2 separate regions of the Sus scrofa genome follow, and region 2 is linked to region 1. Evidence: chromatin contacts called from public HiChIP or PLAC-seq data. All regions are on one chromosome and are shown on one strand. The core of a region is the stretch at or near the end of the contact, and the rest is flanking DNA. Distances in the headings are between cores, read along the strand shown. Region 1 has its middle 41 kb from the start of ADIPOR2. Region 2 overlaps ADIPOR2 (adiponectin receptor 2).

Region 1 (7,351 bases), core at 3,828-6,327:
CACCCCAGCCAAGGGATCTGAGGAAGTCTCACTGCCCTGGTCACCTGAGTCATGTATGTTGTCTTTAGTTGGGTTTTGTTGTTTTGTTAGTTTCATGTGTCTACATTGTTGTGTTACATATACGTTACAGTAACGTATATTTGTGGGTGTGTGTATATATGTATTTGTATGTGAATGTTAAAGTTGTATTTCACCCTCCTGTCAGGCAATTTATAGAAGAAAATGTAGGCAGGTTTGGTTAAAGAGCATGAGGCAGTACAAGACCGGTCACGCCCTGAACTTTGAACGTCTAGTTAAAGGTTTTAGGCTTGTCAAGCTTATCAATCAACTGGGTGGCTGACTTTTTTTTTAACTTATTAAAAGACTGCACTAAAATACACATCACATAACATTTACCATCTTAACCATTTTTACGTGCACCGTGCACCGCGCGGTGGCGTGAAGAACATTCACATTGTGTGCTCACTCCGGCAGTGCATACTAAAACTGAAACGATACAGAGAAGATGAGCCTGGCCCCTGTGCAAGGACGATACGCAAATTCGTGACGCATTCCATAGTTTTAATTTTGAGACTAGAATCTTGATAGTATATTGTCATAAAAAGAAAACAATCAGAAAAGAATAAATGTATATGTTCGTATTAAAAAAAAAAAAGAGAGCATTCACCTTGTGATGTCACCATCACCCCCAGCCCCTCCAGATCTTTTTCTTCTCCAGTGACACTCTGTCCCCATTCGATGCCACCCCCCTCCTCCTCCCCCAAGCCGGGGCACTCACCGTCCGCTTTCTGTCTCTGTGAATCCAACTCCTCCAGGACCTTGCAGAACTGGAGCCACACAGGATCTGCCCCTTTGTGACTTAGGTCCCTCGGCATACTTCCTTCAAGCTTCCTCTATGTCTGTTGTTAGATTTTACACTTAGTTTTTAGTTGGACTGTCTTTGTTTTCATACTGAGGACCCTGACACTGGAAACAGAGCAACCACCTGACAGTTTGCCTGGCTGAGAGGCTTCCTTCTCACCACCCTAACATATACTTAGCTTTGCCATAGTGGGCATTTTGCAGCAGTTTTCCCGCCTGTCCACTGCACAGTTGGCATGTTAATGGCTGCTCATGGCTCTCAGCACGGCCCGCACCTCAAGGATGGAGGTTGTGCACCCCCCTCTCCGTTGGGGCAGACTTCAGAGAACCCACAGAAGCCCCTCCTTCTTCCCTAGCAACACAAAGCACCCTGACCACGAGGCACAATACAGGCATGTGGTTAGCTCCCTCTCCGAGTACAACAGGCTCTTTTTGTTTTAAATCTTCTGTTTTGGAGTTCCTATCCTGGTGCAGCAGAAATGAATCTGACTAGGAACCTTGAGGTTGCAGGTTTGATCCCTGGCCTCACTTAGCCAGTCGAGGATCTGGCATTGCCGTGAGCTGTGGTGTAGGTTGCAGGCATGGCTTGGATCTGGCATTGCTGCGGCTGTGGTATAGACTGGCAGCTACAGCTCTGATTAGACCCCTAGCCTGGGAACCTCCATATGCCGTGAGTGTGGCCCTAAAAAAAAAGACAAAAAAAATTTTTTTTTTCTGTCTTTTTAGGGCCATACCTGATGTACATGGAGGTTCCAGGCTAGGAGTCCAATCGGAGCTGCTGGCCTACGCCACAGCCATAGCAACACCAGATCCAAGCCACATTTGTGACTTACACTGCAGCTTGCAGCAACACCCGATCCTTAACCCACTGAACAAGGCCAGTTATCAAACCCACATCCTCACGGATACTAGCCAGGTTCTTAACCTGCTGAGCCACAACGGGAACTCCACAACAGACTCTTAATACCTGCCCTTTTTTTTGTTTTGTTTTTTGGGGTTTTTTTTTTTGTTTTGTTTTGGCTGCCCTCGTGGCATGCAGAAGTTCCCCAGCCAGGGATCAGACCTGAGCCACAGCAGTGACCCAAGCAGCAGCAGTGACAACATTGGAGCCTTAACCTGCTGAGTCACAAGGGAACTTCAAAACCTGCTTTTGGTTTGTTTGCTCTTTATAATGATTATTTTTAAGTAGTATATTCTAATGGTTAAGTATATATATACACAGTAAGGGAGTTCCCGTTGTGGCTCAGCAGGTTAAGAACCCGGCTAGTACCCATGAGGATTCTCTTGCCTCGCTCAGTGGGTTAAGGATCCAGCGTTGTGTGAGCTGTGGTGTAGGTCACAGACATGGCTCAGATCTGGTGTTGTGGCTGTGGCTGTAGCGTAGGCTGGTGGCTCCAGTTCAGCCCCTAGCCTGGGAACCTCCCTGTGTCAGGAGTATGGCCATAAAAAGACCCCCCCCCCCAACACACACGTAAGAATATGCACTGAAGATAAGCCTCCTATCTTGACTTTACTTCCTGGTCCCCTCCCCAGTGGCCTTCTTTCCAGAGACGGTTCACAGATAATAAGCACATGGCTGCCTTTTTACGCAAAAGATTTCATCTCATACCCACTGATCTGAACCATGTTTTTTGAAAAAAATACAGAAAAGTAAGACTGTAATATGAAAAGTTCCCGCCACTCAGAGCTGATTAAAAACTAGCTATATTTTTCCCCCACAAAAAAAGAAATGTTACAGATAAAGTTGAAATTTTCTGTGACCTTCACAGGCAATCCTGTACCCCACCTCCCCTCCCCAGAGCTGAGCACTGTCAAGAATTTGCTAATCCTTTCAGTAATTTTGTTACTTTCACATACATACATATGTATATCTGTGAAAAACACACAGTATCATTTTGTGTGATTTTTTGCTTTCTAGGGCCACTCCCAAGGCATGTGGAAGTTCCAAGGCTAGGGGTCAAATAGGAGCTACAGCTGCCAGCCTACACCACAGCCACAGCAACATGGGATCCAAGCCACATCTTCGACCTACACCCCAGCTCATGGCAACACCAGATCCTTAACCCACTGAGCAAGGCCAGGGATCGAACCCGCAACCTCATGGTTCCTAGTCAGATTCGTTAACCACTGAACCACGACGGGAACTCTCCTGTGCATCTTTAGTAGGGCTTTAAAGTGTGATACTGGGAGTTCCCACTGTGGCACAGCAGAAACTAATCTGGCTAGTATCCATGAGGATGTGGGTTCAATCCCTGGCCTCTCTCTGTGGGTCAGGATCTGGAGTTGCCATGAGCTGTGGTATAGGACAGATGCGGCTCAGATCCCGTGTTGCTGTGGCTGTGGTGTAGGCCAGCAACTGTAGCTCTGATTCCACCCCTAGCCTGGGAATGTCCATATGCCAAGGGTGCGGCCCCCCAAAAAAAGTGATGATACTCATCGCTTTTGCTTCTTTCTCTTTCTCTCCTATCTTCCAGTTTCCTCTAAATGCCAGAATTAATCTGCTATCATTGTAACCCCAATTATACCTCATGTTTCTGGGTTTAGGGTCAGATCAACAGCTGGAGGTCACTCAGAGTTAATCCAGGTGAACCATGGAGGTTCAGCACAACCAAACGTTCTGGGTGGCCTGGAATTCACTTTGCCCTGGTGTGTATTTATAGGCTGTCCTAAAATTGCACCAAGTACTGGCACTACTGTTGTGACCTCTTACAACCTTGGGGTGCCCAGCACAACCTGGGCTGCTGAGACCACTTGGGCCCTGGTCTGACCTAACCCTAAGGCCATTGCAGGGGGTGCTGGCACAGGGGAGCTAGGGCCGTGGTGACTTTTCACTTCTTTCTCATTCTTTTTAGCTCCTTAAAATACTCCCATGGGAGTTAGGCTTCTCACAGTAAAAGGGAAAGAGAAGAAACAAAAATGAAGTGAACTTGATGCCATATGGAGTATTTGAAAGTTGCTAAGAGAGTAGATCCTAGGAGTTTTCTGGTGGCTCGGTGAGTTAAGGATCCAGCATTGTCACTGCTGTGGCTTGAGTTGATGCTGTGGTGCAGTGATCCCCAGCCTGAGGACTTCCACATGCTGTGGGGCCTGGCCAAAAAGAGAGAGAGAGTAGGTTCTAAGTGTTCCCTTCACAAGGAGGAAAATCTTTTAAATCTCTATAGGGTGATGGATTTAACTAAACTCACTGTGGTCATCATCTCACAATATGTGCGAGACAGGTCGCCATGCCGTTGCCCTAAAACTTACAGAGCACTGTGTGTCAATTACATTTCAAAAATGAAAAAGAGAGAAAGAAAGAAAGAAAGAAAGAAAGAAAGAAAGAACCCACTTCTTTACATGAAAAAATACAAAAAACAAAACAAAACAAAAAAAACACCTCAGTGTTCAGATTTCCAAACAATTTCCTTGCCCCTCTTTTGTTAAAAGATAAGCAGAAACAGTAGGTGTTCTGAGAGAGAAGATTTTTCTTAGCCTTTCTGGCCTGGACAGTGTCTGAAGTTGTGTACAGTGAACTTTGCAGAGGACACAGTTTCCCAAGATTGTTTAGCTCAGAGTGAAGGACATGGCACATGGGCAGGACATGTGACTGTCACGCAGGGCAGGTTCTTCGGACCAGTCACCCTGCATGCTCATATTTTGAGCAAACACTGGGACTTGGGTTTCTAAGCACAGCCAGCTTTGTAGGGGTGACACCCCAGTCACCTCCCTCTTCCAGCCGAGAGTCACCAGAACACAATGTCCCCATCTTATGAATGGGCATTGTTCTCAGAAAGAATTCCTAAATACTTTGTTTAGAACTGGAAGGCATTTTCCCAGATAAACTAGAGTATGCGTAATCCATACTATTCAGGGCAGCCCAAAAGGACCAACAGAAACCCCACCCTGAGTAGAGACCTGCCTCTCAGGAAACACCTTCCAGTTTGCAAGCTGAGGTCCTGGGACCCTTCCCTACCACCGCAGCCCCTCTGTGAGCAGGGCCACCAGCACGTCCCGGCACCAGGCTGGGCTGAGCCAAGGGAGGAAGGTGTTCTCTGCTGTGGCCTTGGGCCCCCCTGAGGACACAGTCCCGCCCTCCTGGTACAGACTGGTGGCCTTACTGCTTTGAGGCTTTGCGGACACAAGGGGATCCAGCAGTCAAGACAGACTGGAGGGCAGGAAAGCTGACATTCCGGTCCTGGGAGCTGGGGCGACATCTACAGAAGAGACACACTCTGGCCCTGGGGCTGATGTCCAAGGCCAGGGTCCCATTCATGGACCCAGGAGATGGGTGACCTCCTCTCCCCACCCTCATTCTCCCACCAGCTGAATTCTTGTCTTCTGAACTCAGATCCTGTGTGTTCACAGAGGGACAAGCAGTCAGCAACCTGTCCCCTTCCCTCAGGCCTCTCCCTGGTGACTGAAGGGAAGGGTGCTTTTTATTTTCTTGGCTGCACCCAAAGCATGCGGAAGTTTCCAGGGCAGGGATCACACCCACGCCACAGCAGTAACAATACCGGGTCCTTTAACCACTAGGCCACCAGGGAACTCCCTCCATTTTTTCTTTTCTTTCTTTTTTTGTTTTTTGGCCACAGGTACAGCAACACCGGATCCAAGCCAAGTCTGCAACCTACTCCACAGCTCATGGCAATGCTGGGTCCTTAACCCACTGATCAAAGGCAGGGATCGAACCCGCATCCTCATGGATACTAGTCAGGTTCATTTCCGCTAGGCCACAAAAGGGACTCCTCTTTTACTTTCTATGCAGTGGGTTAAGGCTGGGCAGGCAACCTCCCAACCCATCTCCTGGCTCCCACCCCTACAACCTTCCCTGGGTTACCTCAGTTCAGGCCTCTCCCTCCTCCTGCCACCCCCCACCCTCCAGGGGCCACGGTCCTGCCTGGCCCGAGGGCTTAACTCCTTATGCTGTGTTAGTTACATTGCCAGAACAAATTAAAATTTTCAGATAATCAAAAACAAAACAAACAAGCAAAAGGAACCCAACCGTTTTATGTAAAATGAACCCACCATGGGGCCTCTCTCTGTAATTCACACAGGCTGAGAATTACGGAGCTAGTTCTGCCATCCCGGCCTCACAGCGCCCGACTCAAGGCTTCCCCATCCCCTCTCTGTTTCAACATGTACACCAGATGCCCTTTCTTCACTCTGTGCAAATCTGTGTCCTTGGCTCTGCACGCCTTGATCTCTCACCTTAGATTCAGGACGGCCAAGTTCCTTCAGCTGTATGCCCCTATCAGAAGTTTCCTGACTCACCCTTCTTGTTCAAATTCACAGTGGCAAGATGGGGGAAGATTACTGTACACACCTGAGGCTCACAAGGAAACACACACCTCTGTTGCAGGTGACTACATCCTGTGATTACCCAGACATCCGCTGAGGAACCAGAAGGAGCTTGGAGTCGGTCAGCGTCAATTAGCAGCTGTGTGAGTCAGAGGATGTTACTCGACCTCTCTGAATCTTGTTTTCCCACCTGTAACTTGTGGATGGTAATGCCTACCTTGCAGAGGTACTGAGAGAATTATATACAATACATGCAAAGCAGCTGGTACAGTAAGGCCTCCACATGGTAGCTAGAGTTATTCCCACCTCGGCAGTGATGACCTTCAAACATGCAGAGAATTCGGCTACTTAAGAGCAAGGGCTAACCCATGCCACTTCCCGGCCTGAGCTCCACTGTTGTCACCCACATCTGGCATGCTGGCCAGACTAGGCACTCCCCTCATCTTTATTCCACACTCAACCTTTAAAAAAATAAGTAAAACAGGAGTTTCCGTGTGGCTCAATAGGTTGGGGATCAGGCACAGGTGGGTGCTGTGGCAAGGGTTCAATCCCTGGCCCAGGATTTCCTCAGGCTGCTGGTGGGGCCAAAAAAATTAAAACAACACTGAGGCTGATCTAATTCTTCCCAAATTGGTCCAGAGGAAAAATCTGAAGCTCCACTGGGCTGCCTGCAAGGACCATATACCCTTTTTTTTCTTTTTTTTCTCTTTTTAGGGCCACACCTGCAGCATATGGAGGAATCAAATTGGAGCTGTAACTGCCGGCCTACACCACAGGCAGGTGGGATCCAAGCCTCATATCTGTGACCTACAGGTCACGGCAACATCAGATCCCTAACTCTGAGAGAGGCTAGGGATCGAACCCATGGATGCTAGTCAGGTTCTTAACCCGCTGAGCCACGATGGGAACTCCCGCATGCCCAACTTTTTGAACCAAGGTGGGAGTCGCAGACCCTCAGCTGCAGCTGATGAAACAGTGACACCATGTGGCCTCACAGGAGCGCAGCGCAGCCCAGAACCGGCTCTGCGGGAGCCTGGTCCCAGCCAGGCTGGGAGAGGGGTTGGCTGTGTCAGGAAATGAAACATGAAGAAACAAAGCACCTTACACCTGCGAATGGACTCACATCCCACTCCCTGAATGCCCTTTCCGTCCACAGTCTAAGATTCCCAGGCTGGACAATCCATGCTCTCAAATCAGAAGGGACAAAAATCAC
Region 2 (6,813 bases), core at 3,753-6,252, 64 kb before region 1:
GACAGACCCCACCTGTGACTGCAGCATCTTCCCACCAGTCCTTCAAGAGGCCATGGAGGTCAAATATATCCTCCCCATCCTCGGGATGGATGGGTCAAGGAGGTGGGAGGAGGGGAGGACATGACACTGAGAGGCTCAGATTTTGAGAGGTGGGGGCCACCCTCTCCGGGCCCCTCCTGACCCTGGAAGCGACTTGCAGGGCAGCTGGTCCCACCAGGGGGTCAGTTCTCCCAGAACTCGGCTTCCAGAATCTCCAGAATCAGCTCCATCACCAGGTGTGTCCACCTTAACGGCAAGCTCTGCACATAACGCCTCTGTCAAGTGTGACAGGATGCGCTCCCAGAAGCTGCGCCGGCGACCAGACACCTGCCATGCCTTCCATCCAGAGGTGGGGGCTCGGGGGTCGGGGTGGGGCTTCTTCCCCAAACCGTGAACCTGGGCCCCTCTGGATGCTGACAGATGCAGCTGCACAGGTGCCTCCGTGGCAAGTGGACTCACCACACATGTACAGTTCAGGGCTGACCAAGGCTGAGGGCCGAGGGAACAGCCTCTCCTTTCCCCAGAATGGAGGGGTCCAACAAAGGGGCCAGGCCATGTCGCCTCCACTTGCTGGAACTTCCCTCCTTCCCCGGGCCATTGGCCTCAATTAGTCCCAGAGACACCCCCACACACACACACCCGGCCTCGGCTGGGGACAGTTACCTCACCTTGAATGTTCTGGGTTCACAGGAGAACGCCCAGGACTGTGGTGGCACCTCGGACACCTCAGCCTCACACCCCCTGCTCCTGCTACCTCTGTGTGCCTGGGTGCTGCCACCCCGGCTGCTGCAGTGACCCCTGCCCAGTCTGACCTGTTTGACAAGTCAATCCTTCCAGAGACACTGGCACGTCAGCAGTGGATGTGGGCTCCAGCGCTCTACAGTGGGATCCTCGCCCAGCTCAACACTCATCCCAAGCTTGGGCTGATGGTCCCTGCCTCCCAAGAGTGCTGGTTGGAGCCAGAAATCGCTCCCCCAAAACCTTGCAGGGTGCCTGGTACTGTCCACCCAAGTCCCAATGTGCATCCTCCTTTCCGTCCCCCTCTTTGGGAGTCCATGAACTCGGTGGGGACCACGACAGAATTTATTTCCAGCTAGACTCCGGAGAGGCTCGGCTGTTTCTCAGGAATCCAGGTGGTCTTCAGTGGAATCCAAGGACTTAGAGGTACTGAGAAAAAGGAGGAGAATGAGGCCAACAGCAGAAAGGAGAAGAGAGCAGGAATGCGCCCACCAGAAATGCAGCCGCCCCGGGGTGAGTGCACGGCAGGGCTGCTCAGTCTCCCCGCTGCACGTCAACTACCTGCATGTGTATGCGAGACAGACAGGGAGAGAGACAGAGGAAAGGCAGGGTCCTTTACATTAACGTGGCTGCATGTGATGTTCACAAACCGTTGATGTTTTTTTAAAAATTCTAAAAATGTCTTGCAAAGCTCTAATTAAAGAATGTCTGCATCTCTAAGAAAGAGCCAATAGGGTGAGATACAAGCTGCTTTGGCGGAAGAGGATGCAAATTCAGGGGAGGTGGCAGCCAACACTGCAGCCAAGCAGAGGTGCAGGAGAGTGTCCCTCATGGTTGACATGGTCAGGGGGCTCCTGAGGGCCAACTCCAGGTCCCAGGATGCCAGGTCCCACCGGCAGGTGATCTTTCTCTGGCTGCTGGTAGGCAAGAGACTACCCGACTCTGTCCCGGGGTCTGGAACTCTGGGGAACATTCCAGAGTCCACTGGGAAGGGAGAGCAGGGTCTGGGTCTCTGCGTGGCCGGAAGTGGGTTCTAAGGCTTGGCGCTCCCTTTCAGAACCAAGGGAAGCAAAGACCGTTTCTCATAAACCAAGCTTGCTACTCACCTGGGTTAACAGAACATTCTGGAGTCTGGCCTTCAGAGGTCAGCACTGTCCTTCTCTCTACTTTGGTAGTTTTACCACCACCAAAGGACAGCAGGTGGCAGCCTGGCTCAAGCTAAAGTCCTGTCACCTTGATTTCAGAGACAGGTTAAAAAAACCTAAGGCATTCAGGCATTCAGTCAATGACAAGATACTGGGGGAGAAATTCCTGAAATCCCTCTTCCTTTGCATGACCAAGAGCAAGAGAGCTTTCAAAACACTGGTAGCCCTCTGAGTACACACCCCCTAAATGTCCTAGGCTAGTCTATTTAGTATAGAAAACCTCTCTGGTGGCCAAAAAATACTATGAATAATTCCACAAGATCTTACTTAACTTGAACAGTCAGTTCCTGGAGAGCTTTTTCAGTCTGGGCTCCAGCACTCAAGGGAAGTTTCCAAAATTTTAAGCTTCAGTGTCTAAATTGCAGCTTTAAGCAAGAAGTACCAAAAGCTATGGCGTTAAGGCAGTGTAAAAACAGAAACCCCCAAGAAAAGTTCATGTTCCATTTGGTTCTTTTTATTAGAAGTTGAGAACACAGCAAGTAGGGAAATCCCATGGGGAAGGGAACCACCACACAAATGCCTCTCCGGAACCCCAACCTATGATCCCCAAAGTGTGCTTTGTGGCTTCAGCAATTTATAAAGGGGAAGGGGGACAATACTGAAAAGGCCACTATTTAATGGTGAGAGGATGAAGCTGTAGAGGTCCTAACCAGCCCAGGGCCCAAAGGAAATTAAAAATCTGCAGAGCAAGCGAGCCCCTGACTGCTGAGAGTAAGGCATCCAGGCGCCAACCTGTGAGGGTTCTCAGCGAGCTGGTAAGACCGCGGAGGTGGGGAACGGGCTGCGCGCAGACATACACGGAAGTGGGCCCCCCACCCCGAGGTCAGGGGGCGCGTCGGTGGCATTTATTCCTTTTCTCCTAAGGGTTTGTGCTATGTTGAACCAGGCCAGCTCCGTTGGGGTGTGGGGCAACAAGGGCCCAGACTGCTACTGCCACTGGTGGCACAGGGCTGCCTTGGGCCCTCTGACTCCCCAGGGCATGACCACAGAGCAAGCCTGGCTTCTGATATGTGTTGCTGCTCCCATAAAACGGAGGATGTTCCCTCCAGAGGCCATGGCCCAGCCGGGCGGGCTGCCCCAGGGAAGTAATACTGTTCCTTGTCCTGCTGGGCACGGCAGCAGCTCAAGTCGTTCACTGGGTCTACCCAGGACCCAGGGCAGTGACCTTGCTCAGAACCACAACACTCAAGTTCTCCCCAAGGTCCACGGTGGAGTCTTCCTTCCTGGCTCCCACTTGCTGGAGATGGGAGGGGACGAGAAAGGAGAAACAGAACCAAGGAAACACTCCACACTGACATCACAGGGGCCACCTCTGGGACAGAAGCAGCCTTTTTCCACTCCAAGAATCCCTTCAAAGACATCTTTAGGGATTCTACCAGACTCCCTGGCAATAACATACCGCATTTCCTTTTAAAACTTCCCACCACACTATCCCTAAAAAGGGGGGTCCTGGGAATGCTGGTAACTCTGTGGTGGGTAGGTAATAGCAATGCCTTGTAAGCATTCCACTGGCTTTGTTTCCGTCTGTCACCTAGGTTTACCAGGACAGTTAACACAGATGAAACTTGCCTGATGCAAAGGAAGCCCATGGAAATGAGTCAGGAGGCACCTGGACCCAAAAGAACCTCTTTTGTGGCTGGCTCCACGCCAAGAACTATGATGCCAGGGAAAGGTCGATCTTCATTCCCAGCAGGAGGAAGACTACCTCAGGGCAGTGCTTTTAACAGAGCGAAACTCACAGGGATTTCCAGAGCTCCGTAGCAAAAATACAGAGAACTGTCCCCTCGCAACCAGTAAGCTGAAGGGGATGCCAGGAAGGAATGAGGTCTGATACTAAGAGTCTCCCCTCTCCAACCCCTCTGCCAAGTAGATGGCTCTGCTCCTTAGAAAGGGCCACTGTCAAGAGTAGACAAGTCAGTCTCGCAAACAATACCATCACTAGAGCCTTGATCTAACACATCCTGATAGCCTTTCACGTGCTATTTCCACCGGGAACATACATGCACTTCCTTCCACCTCGGGGCCACAAGGGCACTCAGGCGTAAGAGTGGCCACGTGATTGCTGGGCTGGACGCTCTGCCCCACCAGGGCCCAAGGTGTGCCAGCCTTCCGAAGGCACCTGGGTGCACAAGGCATTATACATTCCAGGGCTGTCACCTGATCATCCTAGTCACTTGTGCAAAATTGAAACAGTGTGTGGTACTTGCATGTTTCGTTCTATACAAAAATTCTCCCTCCCTCCCCTACCCCTATGTTTTAAACATTTATATAAATTTGTATTTAAACAGTAAGTTAGAAATCTTATTTACATTAATTTCTTTGTTCTCCCAAAAGAGCATCTAAAAGTACACTCTCACCCCTTAATAGAATATAAATGTTCACCGAAATTGGTCTGTATTATTGTTTGAAGGAGAGGAAGGGAGAAGGAACCTCCAACTACACTGTCCCCACGTCTAGAAATGAGCAGGATACCGATCAGAAGCCAGTTTGCCTGGGGTCTCATGGAGCCCTCAGCCAGCAGCGCCAAGAACAAGTCAGGGTTCGGGCGTCTTTCCTCTTCCCCACCCTTTGAGGTGTGATTTATTTGTTTTCTCTTCCCAGTCATGGACCGCATGGAGCCCTGGGGCGTCACAAGGCCCCTGAGGCTGCCGCATTTGGGGCTCCTCTGGTCCTGGCATCGAGGGCCAGCGAGGGAGGCCTGCAGGTGCCGCAGGCCCCGGTCGGGGTCATAGTCCCGGCTCCTGGCAGGTGTCACAGTGCCTCCTCTTCACTGCAGCCTCCGCCGATCATGAAGCGAAACTCCTGGAGGTTCGAGACGCCATGGAAGTGAACGAAAGCGCCAGCCACCACGAAGATGTGAAACAGCTGATGAGAGTGAAACTGGAGAGCAGCGGGGCAGGGGGAGACGACATTATTAAAAATTGGCCGAAGATTTTAAGATCGTGTATACTGAGCAGGGAGAGCGAGGATGGATGGACGTGACAGAACTCGAGTTGGAGGCACTGAAGCTCCGGGAAGATCCATTAAGCGTATCACTTTCTGCTGAGGCCGAGGCCAGCTGTGCCCACAGAAGTCAAGCTGTGGCCCTAAGCTCACGTACACACTTGACACTGGAGGACTTGGCAGACTTGGGGCAGACTCAGGGGTGTTTTCCTCGGTATTCATGGGCTCAGCACTAGGGCCCTGGTCATTTAAAAGCTGCTCTAGGAAAACGGAGGGACTTCCAGGATGGGGCACAGTCAACCATCAGGCAGCCAGACTTCAGCTCAAAGATGCTAAAATTACATGTATGAGATGTGACTTCAAAAGACTAGGAATACAAGCCCTTTTACTTCCTTCTCAAGCCAGAAGCTTCTACAAGCATGTGACAGGTCTGATTTAACCTGTTCTGTTGAGGACTAGGCTAGTACACACCTTAAAAGGGGATATGGTATTTGCTCAGTGCACCAAATATCACTTGCAGAATCACACTATTCTCACCCAGGAACTTCCACATGCCACAGGCGCGGCCAAAACAACAATATAACAAAAAAACACTATTCTCTCATTTTAGTCTCCAAATGAAAAAGTACAATGGCAAAACTAATTATCAAGGGACAGACACTGATTTTAGAAGAGATGCTTCCTATAAAAGCAATGGGGATTCATTTGCAGAAAAGGGGGGAGGGTGGTAAAATTTCTCCATTATCAACATCAAAACTATGATGAGGTGATCTCAGAAAGATATATCTGATCATCTGAACTTCAAAAGATGAATTAGGATTTTCTCTCTTTTTAAAGAGTAGCTAAACTAAATCTCTGAAGAGACTAGAAGATCAGCTCAGTCTATATAATCAGTAACTGGCTGAGGAACAGAATTCTGGAAGGCCAAATTCCCTATCAAACACCACTGTACTGTTGAAAATATCTCAGGCCATCTTTAGTTACAAGATGTTCTGTCTCCTGGGCCCTGTACTTTTTTTCCCCCTCTCTTAACAACTGTAGTTATCCCATCTCCTCTTCCAACCAAACACAGATACCAGTCTTTTGTTACAAGTCGCTGAATTTTGGTATCAAAAAGGACCTCAGTAAAAATCTGGCCTATCACCCTCCTCCCATACACCAGGAAACCAGACAAAGAAGACTTGCGGGATAGTGCACAGCAGCAGACAGAAATTCCACGCCTGCCACTTAATAGCCAGGGATGCTGGATAAGTAGTTACCTAATCTCCCTGAACCTCATTTCCGTATCTCTGAAATAAGAACACTGTTAACAGCTGCTACACTTTACAAGGCCAATGTATTTAAAGAGACCATCCATGTAAAGTACTCCCTCAGTACCGTGCCAGGCGCCAATAAATGTTAGTTATTATTGCACTTATTGCCCAAAGAGACACAGCTAAGGAGGGAAAGCTGAGGGCTAGAATACAGATCTCTGGATTTTGTGTCTAAAACTTTTTCAACTATTTCACTTCCCAGTCTGCCAACAACCCACCAACAGATGGACGAATACACACTAAGCCCGTGACCACACTTACCCAGATGTCACACTTGCCGGGAAAGAAGCGTTCAGGGATGCGAGCAGCATAGAGGGCAGCGCCTGTGATGTAGAGGCTGGCCATGAGCATCAACCAGCCAATCTGCCCTATGGTGGCAGCTTTCAGGAACCCCTCTGAGATGACATAGTGCAGGGTAGGAATGATTCCACTCAGGCCCAGGCCCAAAAACACTCCTAGGGGTCAAGAAAAGAACAGTAAAAATGCAGAAGAGAAACAAGGAAGAACAACTTGGGCAATCGCAGTACCTGTGATTCCGTAAGCTGAATATCCCTAAGCAGGATGCAACATTAGCC

Evidence for each region. HiChIP or PLAC-seq counts read pairs in DNA pulled down with a chosen protein or histone mark.
Region 2: an H3K27ac HiChIP or PLAC-seq map of skeletal muscle shows a contact between it and region 1. The contact joins two enhancer-like sites. A contact is called at or near these places in 1 of 5 promoter capture datasets (liver), 16 of 47 Hi-C or Micro-C datasets (adipocytes, embryonic fibroblasts, epiblast stem cells and 7 more) and 2 of 2 datasets of contacts at active chromatin or transcription factors (alveolar macrophages and skeletal muscle).

What each region holds. Positions count from the first base shown.
Region 1 is chr5:68,737,922-68,745,272 of Sscrofa11.1, reverse strand. No RefSeq gene overlaps it. Among named protein-coding and RNA genes, the nearest start is that of ADIPOR2, 41 kb to the left of the region's middle. Within about 2 kb of position 5,077, at least 21 of the 83 cell types and tissues checked have an H3K27ac peak or open chromatin away from gene starts, as enhancers often do. A contact at or near this core is called in skeletal muscle, where this site is marked.
Region 2 is chr5:68,802,855-68,809,667 of Sscrofa11.1, reverse strand. ADIPOR2 (adiponectin receptor 2) reads right to left here. Exons shown (of 7, transcript NM_001007192.1): 6 at 6,500-6,693; 7 at 4,734-4,862. The coding sequence ends at 4,734. It overlaps CACNA2D4 (voltage-dependent calcium channel subunit alpha-2/delta-4), which reads left to right. Exons shown (of 36, transcript XM_021092500.1): 34 at 1-65; 35 at 306-388; 36 at 730-4,576. The coding sequence ends at 834. Among named protein-coding and RNA genes, the nearest start is that of LRTM2, 16 kb to the left of the region's middle. Within about 2 kb of position 5,002, at least 4 of the 83 cell types and tissues checked have an H3K27ac peak or open chromatin away from gene starts, as enhancers often do. A contact at or near this core is called in skeletal muscle, where this site is marked.